Linked DNA regions of Oryctolagus cuniculus: regions 2 and 3 are each linked to region 1. A link is a contact called in public Hi-C and Micro-C data. All regions are on one chromosome and are shown on one strand. The core of a region is the stretch at or near the end of the contact, and the rest is flanking DNA. Distances in the headings are between cores, read along the strand shown. Region 1 overlaps ZNF217 (zinc finger protein 217). Region 2 has its middle 110 kb from the start of ZNF217. Region 3 overlaps LOC127487358 (a long non-coding RNA gene).

The links. Hi-C and Micro-C count contacts between places; a contact is called where the count stands out from the background.
Region 2: a Micro-C map of ear pinna shows a contact between it and region 1, with 2.6 times the contacts expected there. The contact joins two enhancer-like sites. A contact is called at or near these places in 2 of 6 Hi-C or Micro-C datasets (ear pinna and an unstated tissue).
Region 3: a contact with region 1 is called in a Hi-C map of an unstated tissue, with 6 times the contacts expected there. The contact joins two enhancer-like sites. A contact is called at or near these places in 2 of 6 Hi-C or Micro-C datasets (skin fibroblasts and an unstated tissue).

Annotation. Positions count from the first base shown.
Region 1 is chr11:7,821,997-7,824,696 of mOryCun1.1, forward strand. It overlaps ZNF217 (zinc finger protein 217), which reads left to right. Exons shown (of 7, transcript XM_008274158.4): 3 at 1-961. Among named protein-coding and RNA genes, the nearest start is that of ZNF217, 28 kb to the left of the region's middle. Within about 2 kb of position 1,290, at least 1 of the 8 cell types and tissues checked has an H3K27ac peak or open chromatin away from gene starts, as enhancers often do. A contact at or near this core is called in ear pinna, where this site is marked.
Region 2 is chr11:7,686,411-7,689,110 of mOryCun1.1, forward strand. No RefSeq gene overlaps it. Among named protein-coding and RNA genes, the nearest start is that of ZNF217, 110 kb to the right of the region's middle. Within about 2 kb of position 1,316, at least 1 of the 8 cell types and tissues checked has an H3K27ac peak or open chromatin away from gene starts, as enhancers often do. A contact at or near this core is called in ear pinna, where this site is marked.
Region 3 is chr11:7,605,314-7,608,132 of mOryCun1.1, forward strand. LOC127487358 (a long non-coding RNA gene) reads left to right here. Exons shown (of 2, transcript XR_007914154.2): 2 at 1-922. The region is part of intron 3 of LOC127487355 (a long non-coding RNA gene); the gene reads right to left. Among named protein-coding and RNA genes, the nearest start is that of BCAS1, 190 kb to the left of the region's middle. Within about 2 kb of position 1,263, at least 2 of the 8 cell types and tissues checked have an H3K27ac peak or open chromatin away from gene starts, as enhancers often do.

The sequences.
Region 1 (2,700 bases), core at 40-2,539:
CACAAGGACTCCTTCACTTACGGGTGCAGCTTGTGTGGGAGACGATTCAAGGAGCCGTGGTTCCTGAAGAACCACATGCGGACACACAACGGCAAGTCGGGGGCCAGGAACAAGGCGCAGCAGGGCCTGGAGAGCCCGGTGACCATCAACGAGGTGGTCCAGGCGCACGCGGCCGGGAGCATCTCGTCGCCTTACAAGATCTGCATGGTCTGTGGATTCCTGTTTCCAAACAAAGAGAGTCTAATAGAGCATAGCAAAGTGCACACCAAAGACACTACGTCCTGCCCCAGCAGTGCACAGGCAGCCTCCCAGCCCGAGGGCGCGCCATCTCCCAGGGAAGAGTTCTTGCAGTGTTTGGACTTGAGACCCAAAGCGCACCCGGAGCGCGTGCAGAAGCAGGTGCAGTGCATCCCTCAGCTCGACCCCTTCACCACCTACCAGGCCTGGCAGTTGGCCACCAAGGGCAAGGTCGCCGTGGCCCAGGAAGAAGTGAAGGAGTCGGGGCAGGAAGGAAGCACCGACAACGACGACTCGTGCTCAGAGAAAGAAGAGCTGGGAGAAATCTGGAGCGGCGGCAAGTCCGAAGGCTCTGGGAAGTCCAGAGCGAAAGGCGGCTGCGCGGGGCTCTCGCAGGAGAAGGAGAAGCCCAGGCACTCGAGCGGCGACGGGGCCCCTGGGGACGTGGACGCCAAGCTGTCGGCCAGCAAAGAGAAGCCCACGCACTGCTCCGAGTGCGGCAAGGCCTTCCGCACCTACCACCAGCTGGTCCTGCACTCGCGGGTGCACAGGAAGGAGAGGAGGGCCGAGGCGGGCTCGCCGACCTCGGCCCTGGACGGGAGGCAGCCGGGCACGTGCTCGCCCGAGCTCGCCAGCAGCCTGGACGAGGGCGGAGCCGTAGACCGAGGCGAAGGCGGCTCCGAGGATGGCTCTGAGGATGGCCTTCCCGAGGGTCTCCATCTGGGTGAGCTGATCCCCGGGGTCCCGGGCACACAGGGGCTGCAGGGTGGACCCTGGCTGTGGAGGTGTCTGTCTCCCTGTTGGTGACAGTTCTGTGGTCTGTTTGCTCAGGGGACACAGGTGTTTCACAGTTGGGTGATGGTGCCCTCTGTTGACGTTTGGTGATGTGTAGTGACATTCTTGGTGGTCAGAGCTCTGTGTGTGGTATTGTGCGTGCCCATACATGCTGGCACCCGCAGGGCAGAGGCCAGGGCATGGTGCGCAGGGCTTCTGGCACCCCACCCGGTGTTTTGTGATGGCCGAGAGACCCCATCCCTGCCCTGAGCTCCTGTGGCTCCCTCTGTGTCTGTTGGGGCTGGCTTCCCACGTGTGGATCCCAGGGGGGTTCCGAGGCCACAGGAGTTACTGGGCATGAGCGAGAACAGGAAGCGTTAGGCAGGGGCAGCCCGTCCTTTCTGTCCTGGAGGCTGGTGCCCTCTGACCAGGAGCTCTGACGATTTGCCTGTTAGACACAGGAAATGGGAACGCACCAGGCTGTTTGGAAGAAATTCCGTTTGCTTGGTGAAGTCTGACGTGGCCGATCCCTGGGGCCGGCTGAGCTTCCAGCCACAGGACATGGTGTGAAGAAAGGATTCTGCTGCTTAAGAGCAGTTACAAAAAGCCCTCACCTGTGGGCACAGTCAGCAGGTGCATGATGAGAGCATGGGGTGGTCTCCGGGACATGGTCGCTCACACAAGGGGCTGTCAGTTGGGACGGATGCCCTGTCCTCTCTCAGCCTCACTCACTGAAGTCCTCCAGGGACTGTGTGTGTGTGTGGGCCCTGGTGAACCTGACCACAGCACCTTGAACTCTGCACCTGCATGGAAGCTGGTGCCCAGGTCTTCTTTCTGATCATGGTTTGACATGTTTGATGTGAGGGCAGTAGTTTTTCTTTCATATTTATAATTTTTTTTAAAGATTTATTTATTTATTTGAAAGTCAGTTACATAGAGAGGAGAGGCAGAGAGAGAGAGAAAGGTCTTCCATCCAATGGTTCACTCCCCAATTGGCCGCAACAGCTGGAGCTGTGCCAATCCGAAGCCAGGAGCTTCTTCCGGGTCTCCCACATGGGTGCAGGGGCCCAAGGACTTGGGCCATCCTCCACTGCTTTCTCAGGCCATAGCAGAGAGCTGGATTGGCAGAGGAGCAGCCAGGACTCAACCGGCGTCCATATGGGATGCCGGCGCTTCAGGCCAGGGTGTTAACCCACTGCACTACAGTGCCGGCCCCTATAATGTTTTGTGTTCCTTGGGGTACAGGAAACCTAGCTCTGAGCACACTGCAAATCCTCAGTTTTCAGGAATTTAGGAAAACTTAACGGTGGCTCGATGACATAAAGCAGGCTTTAACTTAACCACTGAGCTTGTTGTCCGAGTGATGCCCTCTGTCCAGGGGCATGTGAGGCAGGAAGTGGCTGGTCATTTGCAGGTGGGGTGGAACAGCTGGGCGTGGTAGGGTGCCCTGCTCTCCGTCCCGGCGCTGTGCTGTGGTGCTCTGGCTCACCACGTGTTGCTCAGCCCATCTTTGCTCCAGTTTCCTTGTTTGCAAGATGGCTTCCTTGACCCTCCTTCCACCTGCCAGGGAGCGTTTCAGCAGGCTGGAGGTGAAAAGCTCCCAGCCCATTACAGTACAGAGCCGCCTGGACCAGGCAGCTGTGCGGGTTCCATGTCCTTGCTGTCCCAAAGTTAGGCGATGCCTTTATC
Region 2 (2,700 bases), core at 66-2,565, 140 kb before region 1:
ATCAATGGAAACAAAAAAAAAAATTGTGTATGATTCTCCTTTACTGTAAACACGTTCTAAAAGGTGAACGCGAACAGGCTTTTTCTAACCTGTGCGGTCAGAAAGCCCCAGGGATCCTGGCAAACCTGCCGACCAGAGGAGCCTGCCGTCCGGGTAAATCGACCTGCGTCAAGATCTGCTCACAGAGGTCTTGTCTTCCCTCTGCCCCTGCGATTCGGGCTCCAGTAATCAGGTTCTCTCCAGCTTCAGATCCATAGCTGGGAGGCCTTCCTGCAGCCACCGTTTTCTTGAATTCCTGTGTTGGTGCCAAGGAACAGGAGCCGGAACCTGGTCCCCAGGCCACTATCACCACCGGCCGCGGCTCCTCTGTCACTGCCGACTCTCCCCCGAACCCCGCCCGTGTATAAGAAGTGAATTACACAAAAGTCGTGGACAATCTGGTGAAACTTCGATTAAAGGGTCATCCAGGGGCAGGACCGTGGCCCAGAGGTTAAGCTGCCAACCGGCATGTCCGAATCCCATTTTGGAGCATCTGGGTTCAATGCTTGGCTCCGGCTCCTGACTCCGGCTTCCTGCCAGTGAGCACCCTGAGCGCCAGCAGCAATGGCTCAAGTGCTTGGGCCCCTGCACCCGTGTGGGAGACCCAGGTGGAGTTCCTGGCTCCAGGTGTGGCTCCACGCTTCAGCTTGGCCCAGCTGCTGTAGGCATTTGGGAAACGAACACACTCTCTCACTCTTTCTCTCATTCTGCCTTTCAAATAAATAATTAAAAAAAAAAAAAAAGATAATCCCCAAACAAGAAGAAAACCAGTTCTCTGACATGAGATTAACCAAAAGCCAAACACCTTGCACACAGTCTAGGACCCACTGCCCAGCTCTTGGGCTCTGAAAGGCTGGTTCTGAAATGTGGGGTTTTTTCCTTAAGAGGACGGTTGGATGTTTTTATCCAGTAGGGTGTGTATTTCAAAGAACTGATTATCAAGGCTAACAGTCATATTGGATGTCTCCTATCCCTTTAAAAACAACAAATACAAAACCGCAGCAGTAAGCATGAAGGAGTTTATAGCTTTAAGCAAAGTGTGTGTGTGTGTGTGTGTGTGTGTGTGAGAGAGAGAGAGAGAGAGAGAGAGAGAGAGAGAGAATGAAACGTTTCCCTTTGTTCAACAGGGAAGTTTCAATCACTGTTTCAGGGTGTCTACCTAGTTCAGGCGGGTTAGAATTCAAATCAGCTTCCAGACATGATTAAACAAGGAATGCCCCAAACCAGGAAGTTCTTTTGTGTTCTGGAATTTCTTGGTGCTTAGAAGTTGAAGGGCTTTCTGTTTCTCCCGGAGCTGCATCTCTGGGCGTTTGTCGGTGCCGGTTTAACTGCACTCATTTTCATTGCAGATTATACAAGTGAAGGAAAAATACCGAAGCATACATGGCCGAAAATAGAAACTCCCCGGCCTCTCTGACACACACGCCGCCCCCGCTGCCACCCCCGCCCCGTCTCTCATTGACTTCCTGTGCTAAGGGTAAGAGTGCATTCTGCTGGTACCTTTTCTATCTGTTCACACACCCACACACACACACACACCTTTTTAAACCTAAGGAAACTGTACAGCGTGCGCCCTTCCACACCTGTGCTGTAATTGATAATACCTACCACTGGATGGGCAGGACCAGTAGCCTCCCTCGCTCCTCTCAGCCTTTGAAGATTCTGGCTCGCTGGAAACCGCACTGATTTTCCACTGCCTTCTAGACGCAGCCTCAGCTCTTCCAAGGGGAGCCGTTCCGCTCGCGAGAGCAGCCGCACTCCCCCTCTGGCTGGATCCCAGCCTAAGTGGCCGACGGACACTGACACGTTCCCTGCCAGGTGTGGCGTGGAGTTTGGGGACCACAGCAGCTCCTGAAGTCAGAGAGAAGGCCGTCCTGTGTCACGAGGACCTGTGCTGGGACACCCTGGGGCTGGCGCAGCGTCCGTTCTCTTTCCCTGGCCTGGTACTGGTGAGTGTTCTCACCCGGTTCACAGAGACGGGAGCCAGGCCTGCAGAAAATCCCACAGAATGCAGCCCCTGGGGCGGGGTCCCTGCATATTTTGCATCATCTCTCCAGCTGCAGCCCTCACTCTGGGGTGATGGGCTGGGGGCAGAGGAAGAACCAGGCTCGCTCTAGCAGCAGGCAAAGGGGCCCAGGAGTGAGAGCAAGGCCCAGGAGGCTCCATGCTCCCCTCCAGCCAGCCAGCCAACAAGCTCCGGTCAGTTTGCCAAGGCGACCTGCTAGTTACAGACTCCACTCAGGTTCTGGGATGCAGAGTCAGGCTCCGCCCCCTCTCACTGGCATCCCTATTTAGTCTCAATACTCCCCAGCTTTAAAATGAGGGCAATGCACCTCCAAATCTCTTATCCAAACCCTGACAGCCAGGGAATTTGGAATTCCGAATTTTCAGATTTTCGGACTATGATGAAGTGCCCGTGCTTCAGATCACACAGTCCCTCCTGCAGGGTCTGAGGTCGCACCCAGCTGGCATGTGGACGAGTGGACAAGGTGGCACAGGCAGCCTCCACAGGCTGGCCGTGGCCTTGCCAGAACTCTGGTGGCATTTTGCAACCAAATGAGCCCAGTCAGAGCAGATCAGAGGCTGCCGTAGTTTGCTTTTTCAAAGCGTGGCTTTGGGGATTGCAAAGATTTCAGGAATTGGGGGTATAAGTTTGTGAGC
Region 3 (2,819 bases), core at 13-2,512, 220 kb before region 1:
TGAAGAAAAGCGTGCTTATTAACCTTGTAAACATGCTACAGAAGTACAGGGGAACAAGCAAAAAGAATCGCCAAGCGCCCTTTGTATGCACTAGCCCTTTGTACTCTGCAATGTTCCTATGCCCATAAAATAGAAGTGAGCAGAGGCACTCGGGCCGTGCCTAGCGCTCGCAGGAATGACTGCCACCTTGCTTCTCGGCTTCTGCACACTCAGAAGATTACGTTACCTCTCCCCCAGATCAGCTCCACTTAAAACAACACTTTCGACCGTATTTAGCCCGGCGGGCATCGGAGGGGGATTCAAAGGGCTAATTGAATGCTGAGTGTTTGAGCCTTCAAAGGAAGACCCAGGGCAGCCTGGCAGGAAGCAGGGATTAGACAAGAGGATGCATTGAAACCTGCCCTGCAGACTGGAGGTGCAGCTATGCACAGAAGCCGGGAAGTTCCAAGTCCCCCGCGTGTTAGGGGTGCATCCCTCCAGCAGCCTCTGGCCTTTACTGCACGGCATTTTGTCCTCTGAGTGCCACAGTAATTCACCAAAAAAATGTACTTTAGGAAGAGTGACCCAGGCTCCCGAGGAAGGGCCCCCCCACCCCCCCCACACCCCGCACCGGCTCTGGCCCGAGTCTCCACCTGTGTCTTTCCCACCCATCTGCACGGTTTGCCATCTCCTCGGCGTTCCTGCCCCTGGAAGGGGCTGAGCCGAACGCGTCCGTGCAGGGCTGTGGTTTTCTCCGGCCTGGGCCAGCAAGGGCCGAGCTCGGCTGAAGAATGTCCAGAAAACCGCATAAGGGAGATTTCTGAAGAAGACAGCAGTCTGATGGTTTCCATTTAAATCCTTGGTCCTCCTCTCCTCCCCCTCCAGGCCCCGCCCGCCCCAATGCAAGTGGCAGGAAGCTAACAGCGATTATCGAATGAGCTCAGCTGCCTGGAGTTGTTTTTCTTATAAAAAAAAAAAAAGAAAGAAAGAAAAGAAAAGAAAAAGTGAGGGTGGGTGGGTGGGTGGGTGGGATAGAGACGTTCTGCGCAGAAGATCCTAGAGACACAGAAAACAACTTAGGCTAAAATCCCAGAAGTTTGCTGCCAGGGATAAAGTACATACCTGGACACCTCCACCCCCCAGAAAGTTGCCTGACCGGATTGGTTGACTCCGCAGGCTGCGGGCAGAGGTGCACAGGACCTGATCGTTGGATCCAGTCCCATGGCGCTGGATTGCCCAGGAAGCACTCACAGCTCAAGGCTACTGCATGGCAACACTGTGGTCTTTGAATTACCAGGGCTGAGACGCCGTGCGGTCCAAGGACTCCCTAGCCACAGGCGGGCATTGCTCGGCCTCTCTGCAGCCCCAGGGCTGGGGCAGGGGCGGCGTGGGGGACCCTGGCCATCACAGCCTCTGCGCTCCTCGGCGGCCTCTCCCTTTGCCCTTGGGGCTGCAGCCGCTGGCGTTTGGAGCGCTTTGCATCCCCACGAATCCCACTCCAGGCTCTCTCTCTCTCTCTTTTTCCCCTGTCTCCATCAGGAAGTGGAGAGCCAGGCCCCAGATTCTTTCTGCTCCGATGATGTAAACAAATTGCAGAGGAAGTCAAGTCAAACTTTCCCTTGCTTCTTTTGTTCTCCCAACTAGCAATTCAGACAGCAGGGCCAACTCTTCCTGGATGCCTTTTAAAGGTTGTTCTTAACTGGAAAGGAAGAAACCCGTTGGCCTGTATTTTTTCTGTATCTGTAGAACAAAGATTCACCTAAATGCATGTTTTAACAAAACAGAAAACCCTAGAAGTTAGGAAAAGGCTGCTTTGTTTTGTTTTTGTCATTACCCAGCTGGCTGATTGCTGCTCTTTCCCTCAGAAATCTCCAGGCTGAAGCAGAGATAGCAAAGCCATCCTGATCTTCCTGTGGACAATTTCTAAACCCGAATCAGAACTGCTACTGCCCTCATTCACAGCCAAGGAAAGCTAACAGTCATGATTCAATTAAGGCTGCCCCCACACGGCAGGCACCAGACAGACAGGAGACATCTTATCTGTTCCATCTGCAGATACTGCTTTAAAAATCACGGCTAATTAAGCCCTTCCCATAGTGGAGACTACTTGAACCTTTATCCTTCGCTTGTAAGATTTCATCTCTGGGTTTCACTGACAGCGCTGAGAGCCAGCATTTTCAAACCAGAGGCACCTGATGATCTAGGTGAACTATTTACCACACCTATCCTAGTCATCTAATAAAAGAAGCTGTGTACCAAGTAACCGAAGGAGAACAGAATGGAAATACATCGCAAACATTTGAAGGGCTGCACCCAACGCTGCTCCCCCGGGGTTGGTGTTCTGTGACATTTACTCTGGCACAAGAGATAAAGATGCTGTAGCCAGGGGGATATTAACATGCCTACTCTGTCGGCCGAGGCCATAGTGTCCTCCCCTGCAGCCAGACCTGTTTTAACACAGCCCGATTCCTTCCTGAAAAATCTTGGAATTCAAATACAAGCTCAAGCTACTTCCTGAATCTCTGTAGAAGAGAAGTAGGTGTGGGGGCAGTATTGTTGTATGGGTGAAAAACAATATGAACAGAGGGAGAAACAGTTCATTTAGCACCATGGGTGGTACCTGTTGGGTTCTCAATAAAAGGTGGTTATGATTCCCCATGGTCAGGAAAAACCAGTGATGGCAGATCCAGAACCTCACAGTATTTGCAAAGTTATTTCTGTGTCAGAACATGTTTGCTCAGTCCTGAGTATCTCCTCCCCCTTTATCTATAAATACATATATACTGTAGATATTTATAGACTAATAGGCATATAAAACTTTTTGTACAGGTTATAATTGA